Linked DNA regions of Cyprinus carpio: region 2 is linked to region 1. A link is a contact called in public Hi-C data. All regions are on one chromosome and are shown on one strand. Each heading gives the region's core, a stretch centred on a gene start, on an enhancer-like site or on the middle of the called end of the contact. The rest is flanking DNA. Distances are from core to core; before and after follow the strand shown.

What was found. A called contact is a pair of places that touch in the nucleus more often than the background predicts.
Region 2: a Hi-C map of skeletal muscle shows a contact between it and region 1, with 3 times the contacts expected there. The contact joins the promoter of LOC109093852 here to the enhancer-like site in region 1. A contact is called at or near these places in 5 of 8 Hi-C or Micro-C datasets (liver, red blood cells and skeletal muscle).

Annotation. Positions count from the first base shown.
Region 1 is chrA7:16,432,994-16,438,561 of ASM1834038v1, reverse strand. It overlaps LOC109093852 (cGMP-inhibited 3',5'-cyclic phosphodiesterase B-like), which reads left to right. Exons shown (of 16, transcript XM_042759972.1): 2 at 3,351-3,401; 3 at 5,079-5,327. Among protein-coding and RNA genes, the nearest start is that of LOC109102218, 30 kb to the right of the region's middle. Within about 2 kb of position 3,086, at least 2 of the 8 cell types and tissues checked have an H3K27ac peak or open chromatin away from gene starts, as enhancers often do.
Region 2 is chrA7:16,469,540-16,475,107 of ASM1834038v1, reverse strand. It overlaps LOC109093852 (cGMP-inhibited 3',5'-cyclic phosphodiesterase B-like), which reads left to right and starts at 2,141. Exons shown (of 16, transcript XM_042759972.1): 1 at 2,141-3,237. The coding sequence starts at 2,344.

The DNA of each region.
Region 1 (5,568 bases), core at 1,837-4,336:
AAAAATGTATCACAGTTTCCACAAAAATATTTGTTATCAACATTAATAATAATAAAGGTTTCTTGAGCACCAAATCAGCATATTACAATGAAAGATCATGTTACACTGAAGACTGGAGTAATGACTGCTGAAAATGTAGCTTTACCATCACAAGAATATGGAAATTACAACATTTTAAAATACATTAAGATAGAAAACAGTTATATTAAATTATAATATATTTTACAGTATTACAGTTGTAATACAGTTATCAATATTCATGAGATTCGTAAGTTCTTCTTTTTTTTTTTTTACTTTATTTAATATTTGACACTTTTTTGAAAATAGTGATTGAGATTGCACACTCACATGGAGTTAAGGAAAGACAATATGTTTAAACTTTTTACAGGTGTTTACACCTAGTAGTTACATGAATCTTAAGTGCGTCTCCTGTGACCACTTGTGATCGGATTTCAAGGGGAGAGTCTCTGATTTCATGACTACATACATCACTGACTACGTCAGAGTGTACAAGGAAAGTCTGCATAGTGTTATTTTAATCTAAAAACAAACTTGATGTTTGTAATTGGAATTGTCTTTTTAAAAAGAGTATCTGTGTTAACTTTACCTCAGCTGTCTCACTGCATCTCAACATCAGTTAATTTATCTAAAATATTTTTCAAAGGAGACTCTTATGCTCACCAAGGCGGCATTTACTAGGTCTAAAATAGTGTAAAAACACTAACATAGTGAAATATTATTTCAATTTAAACTATTTTCTGATTTAATATGAATACATTTTAAAATGTAAGTCATTTCTGTGATGGCAATGCAGAATTTTTAATGTGGCCATTACTCCAGTCTTCAGTGTCACATGATCCTTCAGAAATCATTCTAATATGCTAATTTGCTTATAAAAAGTACAGTATCGTTATGAACGTTGAAAAAAAGTTTTGCTGTTTATTTATTGATTTATTTTGTAGAAACAATTTCTTTACTGTCACTTTTGATCAGTGTAACCCACACCTCACTAAAATCTTAAAGACCTTTTGAATGGTACTGTATCAGGATGGATTAGCAGTTACGCTCCAAATGCAATGTGTGAGCACATGCATTTTCAAAGATGTACGAGTTAGCTCACAAAACTTTTTGGACCCCATTTATTACACCTGCATTTAATGCTGTTCACTTCACCCAAACAGATCTTAATACCAGGCATACCAGAGTCAAAATATTTTAACATATTCAAGGAAGCAGATTTTATGAAACTGACCCACCTTTATTCTTCTGTTAATCTCTGTCCCATCTGTGAAGTTTACTAGCTCAACAGACCATAAAGAACAAAAGTAGAGAGATTTGCTCTGTGTAACTCTGTGACATTGTGTGGCATTCAGAGGGGGTGAGACTCGAGTCTGTGTTCATGTACGTATGTAGCTCGATGCCACATGCTTGATTTAATGGGAACGTATGTGACCAGTCTGATGTTAAGTGGTCATTCTGACCCACAAAACCTTCCCTGTGAATGAGAGAGAAGGCATCAGACACCTTTTCTGACACGTTTCTCTTCTGTCTATCTCCCGCCATCCTGGTTGCAATGACGTTTGTACTATTGTTTGCTGGCCTCTCTCAGGTTGCCATGGTAGAGCTTATTTGCCATACTAAATGTCTGATGGCGTTAAGATGCTGACAGCTAACCGTGTGATCATCTCTGTCTGATCAGAAAAACATCTGATTTGAGAGCAAGAGGCCACTGTGTCCACATCATAATTAAATCCCATTCCAGACATGGAATTAAGTCATTTGAACTCCAATGAGTCGTCTTTTGTGTCTTGGGATGGTTTATTGGTTTTTTTTTTTTTTTTTTTGGTTTTTTTTTTTATTCAGTTAAAACAGGTGAGTGTGTTTCGATCAACTCCAACTGTCGCTCTCTGAGTCTGTGGTCATGTCTTTTGGACAGATCTGAGTGCCTAAGAGTGCTGCTGGTTTTAAAGATCAGAGCTGCTGGAAGTGACACATGACATGGCCAGCGCAGGTGCTGGGGACTTCTGCTTTGTCTGTTGTGTGGAGAAACCAGGCTCTCCTCGTGGATATCACCAGTACTCCCCCATGTGGTTTTACTCTGCACTGCCATTCAGCTACAGTGACTTTGAGTTTAACATGGCGACCGCTTACATATGAGCCCTTGTTGGCCGAGAACTCTCTCAAACTTTGCTTGGCTGATTTGTGAACTGTGACATGTCTCTGTTTTGATAATGATGTTGAACTCTTGTTAATTGGTGTTTGCTTTGTTGCTAAATTCATTTATGCCAGTGTTCCCTAAAAAAAAGTTTTCCACATCCCTTAAAGAAAAGATTTTATCTCCCTTTTTTGTGGTAACCAGAAGTAAACCAGACTCTGTGCAAAATAAATAAATAAATAAATGATAAGATAACGCTTGTTTTTATAAAAGTATAGGCCTACATGCTATCTTCTAATTAATATGAGGACATAAAACTGCATGGAATATTTGTCCTTTTAAAAAATAATAATTTATCACTTTGTAGGACTGTAGAATTTCTGTGTTGCAAAAATATAATATAAACTGCCAGAAATGTATTTACTTATTAGTTATAGCACCTAAAATCTATACTATTTGTTTTGTTGCTAAATGTGTTGATTGTGACTTGTGCAAGTTTGTTTTGAGGTTTGGGCCTCTAATTTGGTATATAATGGATTAGTTAAATTTTCAAAAGGCTGCAAGACCATTTGATCATATTTTTAATCAATCATATATAAAATGTATAGCCTTAATGCACTGTAAGTCACTTCTGATAAAAGCGTCTGCTAAATGCATAAATGTAAATGTAATATATTTAGACAACTTGTTTTTCAGATTAACTGTAAAAGTTGCTTTGCTAACTCCATGGCACCAGAAAACAGACACAGTCTGCGAACTATCTTGGTGATAGTGTTGTGGGACTTGGCTTCTGTTGGGTGACTTTCCTCTGAGCCTCTGAGACAGATAACGTGGAAATGGAGTCAAATGACGTAGTTTGGCTAGATAAGATCTGCGAGCGCTATTGTTGACGTCTCATTGTGGTTACAGTGGTTTTCTTTTCTTTTTCTTTTTTTTACCCTGCAAGCACCAGAAAGGTTTTCGTTCAGCAGCTTTCAGCACACAAGAAGCATTGCTCAGGTGTTGACAAAACATTCACTCACACATCAAATGGTTGTTCATACCAATACCTAGAAATGTGTTTATTTTTACATGGTTATAGGCACTTCAGCAATGTAAAAATAACTCATTTAGCTGCTGCTTTGTCTTAACTTTCCATAGGTTTTGTGCAGGGTGGCAGTTGTGAATGAAATGTGCTTTGTTTTGTGTCCTTTAGATGATCCTGTGGGACTGGGACCTGAAACAATGGTACAAGCCACAATATCAGGTCAGTTCTACTCCTGTTTAGCTGTTCGACACGTTTCAGTATTTCATCAGCACAATTTATGTAAGGTTTATTAGGTAAGTGCAGTCCCGTGACATTCTTGCTCAACTAGCCAATATCCAGGCCACTCAAGTATGTTTGTTTTTATTTGACTTTTTATGAACCTTTGTGATGTTCTTCCATTGGTAACACTTTACAATAAGGTTCATTAGTTAACATTAGTTTACTATGTTATTTAACATGAACTAAGAATGAACTATACTTCTACAGCATTTATTAATCTTAGCTAATGTTAATTTACTAATGCATTATTAAAATCATAAGTTGTGCTTGTTAACATTAGTTAATGCACTGTGAATTAACATGAACTAACAGTGAACAACTGTATTTTCATTAACTAACATGAACAAAGATGAATAAATACTGTAATAAATGTATTGTTCATTGTTTGTTCTTATTAGTTTACACATTAACTAACATTAACTAATGGAACCTTATTGTAAAGTGTTAACGAATGTATAAAATGGAAATAATTTAATAAAATGTATATAAAAAATGTTGGTATAATGAATTTCTAATGTGATTTTTCCTTTTTATAGTAATCATTCATTCAGAATGTCTGGTTCTAAATGTTAAATACATTTATGTTTTATAAATACTGTATATTATATAATATTACATTATATTATATTATATTATATTATATTAGTTGTGTGTGAATTTTATTTTATTATGCTTTATATACAGCCCAGAATAAGAGAGTAATCTTTGTTTTCCTTTACATATAGACCAGCATCTCATCTCACTTTCTTTATGTCTGAATGAGCCTCATATCGTCCATCTGAGGACAGTTTGTAGCCTGTTAGCATGCTGAGGCCTGTAGCCCCTCCATCTGCCCGCTGCGCATTACTTCGGCTGACCTGCAAGTGGATAACCCTCATTCTGGCTCACATAAAGCTTGCCAAATGACGTCAAAGCCTGGAGGAAATGCTCGCTGTGCACTTTTACCACACACGTGTTAGCATGCACACATGCAGGTTGCAGCAGTGCTGCCACTCTACTTTATTACTTTTATCAAAACAACCACCCCCCTTCAAAAAAATGATGTAGGTCTGAATTAAACACAATCAATAAAATGAGCGCAGCATGTGCACACAAGGCTGAAAATGGATTAAGACTAGCTGAGTTTAAAGATACCCAGAGTTCTTCCTGTAATATCATTATGAACGGTTCCTTTTTTCCGCTGAGTGGATATAATCAAAAACTGTCTCTGCTACTTGGCTGGAATTATCAAATGGATGGCTCCGAGAATGAGTCATTCTTTGCTACAGTTACTACTGGCACAAGTCTGGAGCAGTGGGATGGCATGCTGTAGCGTTCCTGTAGCTCAAACATTGTAACAATGCCAAAGTCATAGATTTGATTCCCAGGGAATGCATTAACTGATCAAATGTGTAGCTTTAATGCAATGTAAGTCACTTTGGGGAAAAGTGTCTGCCAAATGCAAATGTAAAGGTAAATGTTTAAAATCCTGCTGTACTTCTAAATGACCACAAGGAGGCAGTAGATGTCTCAAAAACAGATATGTACATGGTAAATCTCTGCTTCTTTATGCAGCAATTTCCTGATTTTGCATTCTACTGTATAGATGTTGTTAATATGTGCTTTTTGTGTACTTAGGGTGCAGTGAGTGGGAGTGGCGTGGATCTCTCTGTGATAAACGAGGCCAGGAACCTGGTCTCAGACCTGCTGGTGGACCCGTCTCTCTCACCCCACGTGCTCTCCTCACTGCGGAGTGTCAGCAGCCTCATGGGAACTTTCTCTGGGTCCTGCCGGCCCCGGGTCAACCCCTTCACCCCCTTCCCTGGCTTCTACCCCTGCGCTGAGATAGAAGACCCCTCAGATAGAGGAGAGAGAAAGCCACTGAAGGTAGATGAGCAGCAGTGTTGGGGATCCTTGCTGAGCTATAAGTCACTCATAATTTGAAGTAGTGTAACTGCAGTCAAGCTACACTCTTAAAAAAGTAGTCAGCTACACACAAGCTACTAAAAAAAAGTAGCTCTGCTATATTGTTGTTGCTCAAGGGCCAATAGTTATATATTTAAGTATAAACATATCCATTGATTATAATTAATAATAATGATAATTTTAGAATTTAAGGTATTTTTCT
Region 2 (5,568 bases), core at 892-3,391, 37 kb before region 1:
TTAAACAACACACAAACGATTCGAATTTATTACTGTGAAACGGGGTTTTTATAGTTAACTAAACCTAAAACCATTACAAATGAATAAATAAATACCTAAATAGATTTTATTTCAGCTAGTTGTAAAAGCAAAATAGAAAATATATATATAAAAAAAAATAGAATAATATTGGACTATTAGCCTAATTGTAATTAACAATCACATATAATATTTTTTGAGAAAATGGATATAAATATTGAACGATAACATTTTAAGCGTATATTAGGCCCATTAAAGGATGATTTCTTGTATAGGCCCTGCTGTTGTTCTGATGCACATATACGTCTGTTGGGAAATGTTATATAGCCTATTAATTATATAATACAAATTATATAACATATGTTTTATCATATTACACTGTAAGGAAATCTGTAGAAAAATGGAAAAGATACTGGTAATTTTCTGCCAGGACCCTTTCCATTCAGTTTACAGACTTTTCCTGTAACAAAACACAACACCGCATAACATGTAATTCAAAATGCATTGAAAACACCTGTGAAAATTCAATACAGACCTTCATACCCTCATATTAACACAGTACAGGCAACCCTATTTTTAAATACTTTTTTATTTAGAGTGTACATATACATTTGTGTATGCATATAATGTCATAGCCTCCTGCTGAACAGTTCCATGAAAATTGAAGATACGTTATGATCCTCACACAAGAATGACTGATGGTTTTATTGACTTGTCTATTCAACCACCTCACTTGTGCAGCTGGAATCATGGAAAAGCTCTTAAGATAGCACAGAAGTAAAGTAAATGAGGTCAGTTTCAATGCATTATGGAACCAGCATTAGTCTACATTATTTGAGATCATAATTGAACCATAATGCAAGAACCACAATTTCAAACCAATTTTCCAGCCAAGTGCATGAATTGTTCTTGCTCACCATATGGAATAAATATATTACATTTTTATAAAATTCTATATCTGGATCTTTTTATAAATGTGAGTAATTTTAGGACCATTAAACAAACCTCTCTTGGTGTTCATGCTGTAAAGGAAAGACCACATCTTAGATAAGGAAACAGTTTCTTTTTACCTAAAGCATTTGGCATCAGAGGGACTTTCCCGCTTTATAATCCTCTTATGTTTTTTTTTTCAGAAAGACAAAAGGTGTTGACTGAACAAAGACAAAAGGATCATTGACCAATTTTATTTTTTTCTTTATATTTCTATACTTGTCTTATAATCTCAAGATTAGTTAGATCAAGCAAATAATAGCTTCAGTATTATCACCAAATAAAGTCCTCAAGGTGTAACCTTAAATTAAAATATTTCCCAAAAGGAATATGGTATATTACTATATAACATGTTCTTAAAGATATTATTTGGCCAACACTTCACAATAAGGTCCATTTTGTTAAGTTACTGCATTAGCTAACATAGTAATCCTTAAGTTAATAAAAAAAATATTTATGTTAGTTCACAATGGTATTTGGTTGGTATTTGATGATTTCATTTTTGGTTGATTTTGCTTTTAGATCTGAAAGAATATAAAAGTAGGCTTGAGAAACTCAACCAAAATTAGCTTAAAGTAATAATGATGAGACAGTATGCAGTGTTACAAATAAAACACAGTAATATTAGTGGGTTCCTTGGCCAGCTATGCCTCTGGATCCCAATCATTGGTAAGAAACTGTTGATAACTCAGCCGTAATATAATGTCCATGTTAGTGACCTCTTGTGGTGCTTATGCATTTAAACCATAAGGGCCGGTTGTCTCGTTATTATAAAATAATCAACTATTTACCTGACTGATTAGTGACTTAGCTCAGTCATATGCTACAATCGTGCGTATAAACAAATAATAAAGACAACGTATGTATACATCCACACGACTCCAAAGTTTCTAAGGATACACTCACTCACTCACACATATATAGCCTACATAATATGCTGTGTTTTAAGTATTGTTATGTATTTTCCACATATAAATATATCCAGCATTCTATAGTATTGTTCAAATACCGCATTAAGGCAAGAAAAAATTACTAGAAATGAAAGATACAGGTATAAAATGAAGGCGGCGCGGTTTGGCTGCGCTGCAGAGCGCGCGCGCGCGCGTCTGTCTCTCGCGCTCCAGTCATTGTTACAAATTGTCGCACCTAGACGGCGACATCGAGCTCTAGTCTGCTAAAAAACAACAACATTTCAGCCTCTTTTCCTCCTGGCCAAAATGCCTGAGCACGTTTGAGTGACCATGGAGCGCGTTTGCCGTCATGTAGTAAAACGTTGACACACGGAGGATTTATCTCGGAGGAATGAAAGTTTAAAGAGCACTGGAGGAGGACAACATGGCTGTGCAGGAGGAAGGAGAGGTTTTGCACAGTAAAATCAGACAGCACGATGGTGTTGGTGGCAATGCAAACAGCGGGGAGAGCTTCAGGAACGGCTATGTGAAGAGCTGCGTCACTCCGTTAAAACAAGACCACCCGAGGGGCTTTTTGTTCAACGTCTGTAGGTTTTGCAATGAGGATATCCTCAAGTCCAAACTATTCCGCGGCTCGGCTCTCTACGTGGGAGCGCTGGCAGTCCTGGCGCTCTCCTGCTTCATTTCTTGGAGCTTTCAGAGTGAGCACGGCGTCTCGGAGCTGCGGACTTTCCTCTTTGATTTCTCCCAGTCCATCAGTCCTTTATTCAGCATCGGCTGCGCGTATTTCTTTCTCACCCTCTACCTGAGGCGGACGAAGAGGGAAAGCAGCAGATGTTGGCTTTTGTCCTTACCAGCATCATGCTACTTGGGGGATTTGATGGTCTTGCGCTTGTTGCAGTGGGGAGAGGAGCACCATCAGATGCAAATGATGGGCAGGTTGCTGTTTGTGCTGGGCTGCGTGGGTCTGCTCACTCTCATCCCCACTCTCAAACTCAAACACAGCGTCCTGATCCTGGTCTTCGCCAGCCTGGTGTGGCTGCTGTCCTTCACCAGCCTCGGCTGTCTGTCTCCGTCCCTCAGGCCGGTGCTGGCGTGTATGGCGGGGGTCTCCGGCTCTCTGCTGGCGCTCTGTTTTGATCACTATTACCCACCGAGGGAGACGGCCGGCAGGATTCCTAACGCGGAGGAGAAAGTTCCCGTCATCAGACCCAGGAGAAGGTCCAGCTGTGTTTCTTTGGGAGAGACGTCCAGCAGTTATTATGGCAGTTGTAAGATGCCCCGCAGACCTTCTCTGCCCTGTATATCCAGAGAACAGGTATGGGGCTGTTCAGCAGTCCAGCAACTCTGTTACCAGTTGATATATACCAACACATCCCTTATATGCACTATAAAACACATCACAAATCATCGTGCTCCTGATACACACCATCACACTCCTGACACGTTAAAAGACAACATACACTCATAAAAATAAAGGTTCTTTATTTGCATTCATAGTTCCTTGAATAACTGTTAACATCCATGAACTTTTCTATTCAACAAAAAGTTATTTCTAGAGGAAAAAAGGTTTAAAATGTTCTTCACATTAAAAAAAAAGGTTCTTTTAAGAACACTTCACTGAAAGGTTCTTTGGGGACCCAAAAATGATTCTTCTATGGCATTGCTGCAAAAAGCCCTTTTTGAAACCTTTAATTTTTCTGAGTGTACATTGCCATCCTAAACACACTCCTGATACCCCATCACACAACACCACGACAGAACACTCCTTATACAGCAATAATCCACAAAGTTCGTAAGTGTGATATTATTAGTATTTTGTATACATTGTTGTTGGGCCAGGTCTTAATATTGGGTCAGTCACCTGTTGCATAGCTCCCAAATTTATTGTTTCACTGTGATGGGGTGAGAACTTTTCTTTATTTGCTAAACATTTCAGTTTAATTTTGTTTGGTATTTTAGAGTGAACACAGTGCAAATTTCAAGATGTTTCAAATGGATCAAAACTGCGTTTAGTTACTTATGTGAAGTTTTGGGTTGTATCCCCATGTTGTACCAGTAGTCTGATACAGTTTTATTTTAAAGATGAAGATGTGTCCTTAAAAATTTATTTTGAACTTACATAAACACATTTAATGAAAATGTCTGTTTAGTAGAATCGTAGTAAATTTTCTCTTTTCTCAGTACTACAGGAAAACATTTACTTTTCACCCACAAGCGCTTATAATGCTGGTCAGAATGTTGTGTTCGTACTGAAGTGAGACAAAACTTACATTATTAATCATTGATTCAAACACTTGAAAAGTGGGGCAGCGCTTATCCCAGTGTCTGTGCCGTAAATATATATAGAGTTTTAAATGTTTTCCTCTGATTGGCTCTTCTTTTGCATTCTATGTGTGAAGTAAAAAGGTTAAACAAAAGGAGTTGGTTTATGTTATGTGTGTGTTAGATAATGGAAAATCAGCAGACTGTTTATTTAACTTTTTTTAGACATGCAATTTGTTATCTTTAAGTTGTATAAATATGGAAAGTTTGTTAGTTCATTGAGTAGAATATGGTGCTTGCAGTTGGATTTTTTTTTTTTTTTTTTTTACATTTTATTATTATTTGTTTTTTTTTTACATCAAGCCCACATTGCCCAAAAAGTCGGCCTCAGCCAAGGGTAAAAGGTTGTGTTTAAACACTAGATTCAAGGTCATCAAACATGTGCGGCAAAGTAAATACACTGAAACATAGTGCTGGGTTTTCATGTAGTTATCCTGACTTATTTCTGCACATAAAAAAAGGCAGTATTTTACAGGACACATCTTCATCTTTAAAATAAAGCTGTATCAGAGCTTTGCACGTTTTCACACTAATTATAAATAGTTTAGTTCCTTCTCTACTTCGTTGCACATAAGGCCATTCACTTTGGGCTTCAAGTGATTTGAGTGTGCTTTGAATGAGTGCACTGTTCCAGTCACGCTCATGAATTGAGGTTTCAGTAAGACCAGTTTCAGACGTTATTTTGACCTGCAAGCACCTGTTCTTACTGAGCAGTAGCATCAGTTCTCCCTCACATGGGATCTGTAAGGACACCTGGAAACAAAATATCAAATTAGAAAGAAAGTAAATGGAATTTTCTAAGTTTGCACTCCATCCTGTCCTAGTTTGAATTGCGGCAGTATATAATTCTAGCTCATATCTTTTGTTGGTTCTTATGGAGACCAATATATTCAAAATGTACTTTTGCATATGATGAGATGAGAGCTTTCAGAATGCATAGATAGGGCTGCCGCAATAATAAATATATCAACTTATCACACAATATATGTACATGACCTCAATAATTTATGGTGAAGCAATATATTGCCCATTATATTTACATAAAAATTTATGTTACCATGTTTTTTGCATTCCACTTGCACCTGTGTCTTTTGCAGCTTGTCATGGTGTAGTTGGTGCTAGTTCAAATTTAAAAAATGCTTCTCCAAAAAAGTTGCTACAGATATGGGCTTGTTTATGAATCTGTGCTTTAGTGCATACAGACATCTGACTGCTAAATAGGGATGGTGTTTTTCAGCAATACTGTGCACCTTTGATTTACAGAGAAAAGAAGGTCCGGGAAAAATCTCCATACAAGTTATTTGCAGATTTTTATTTTTTTCTA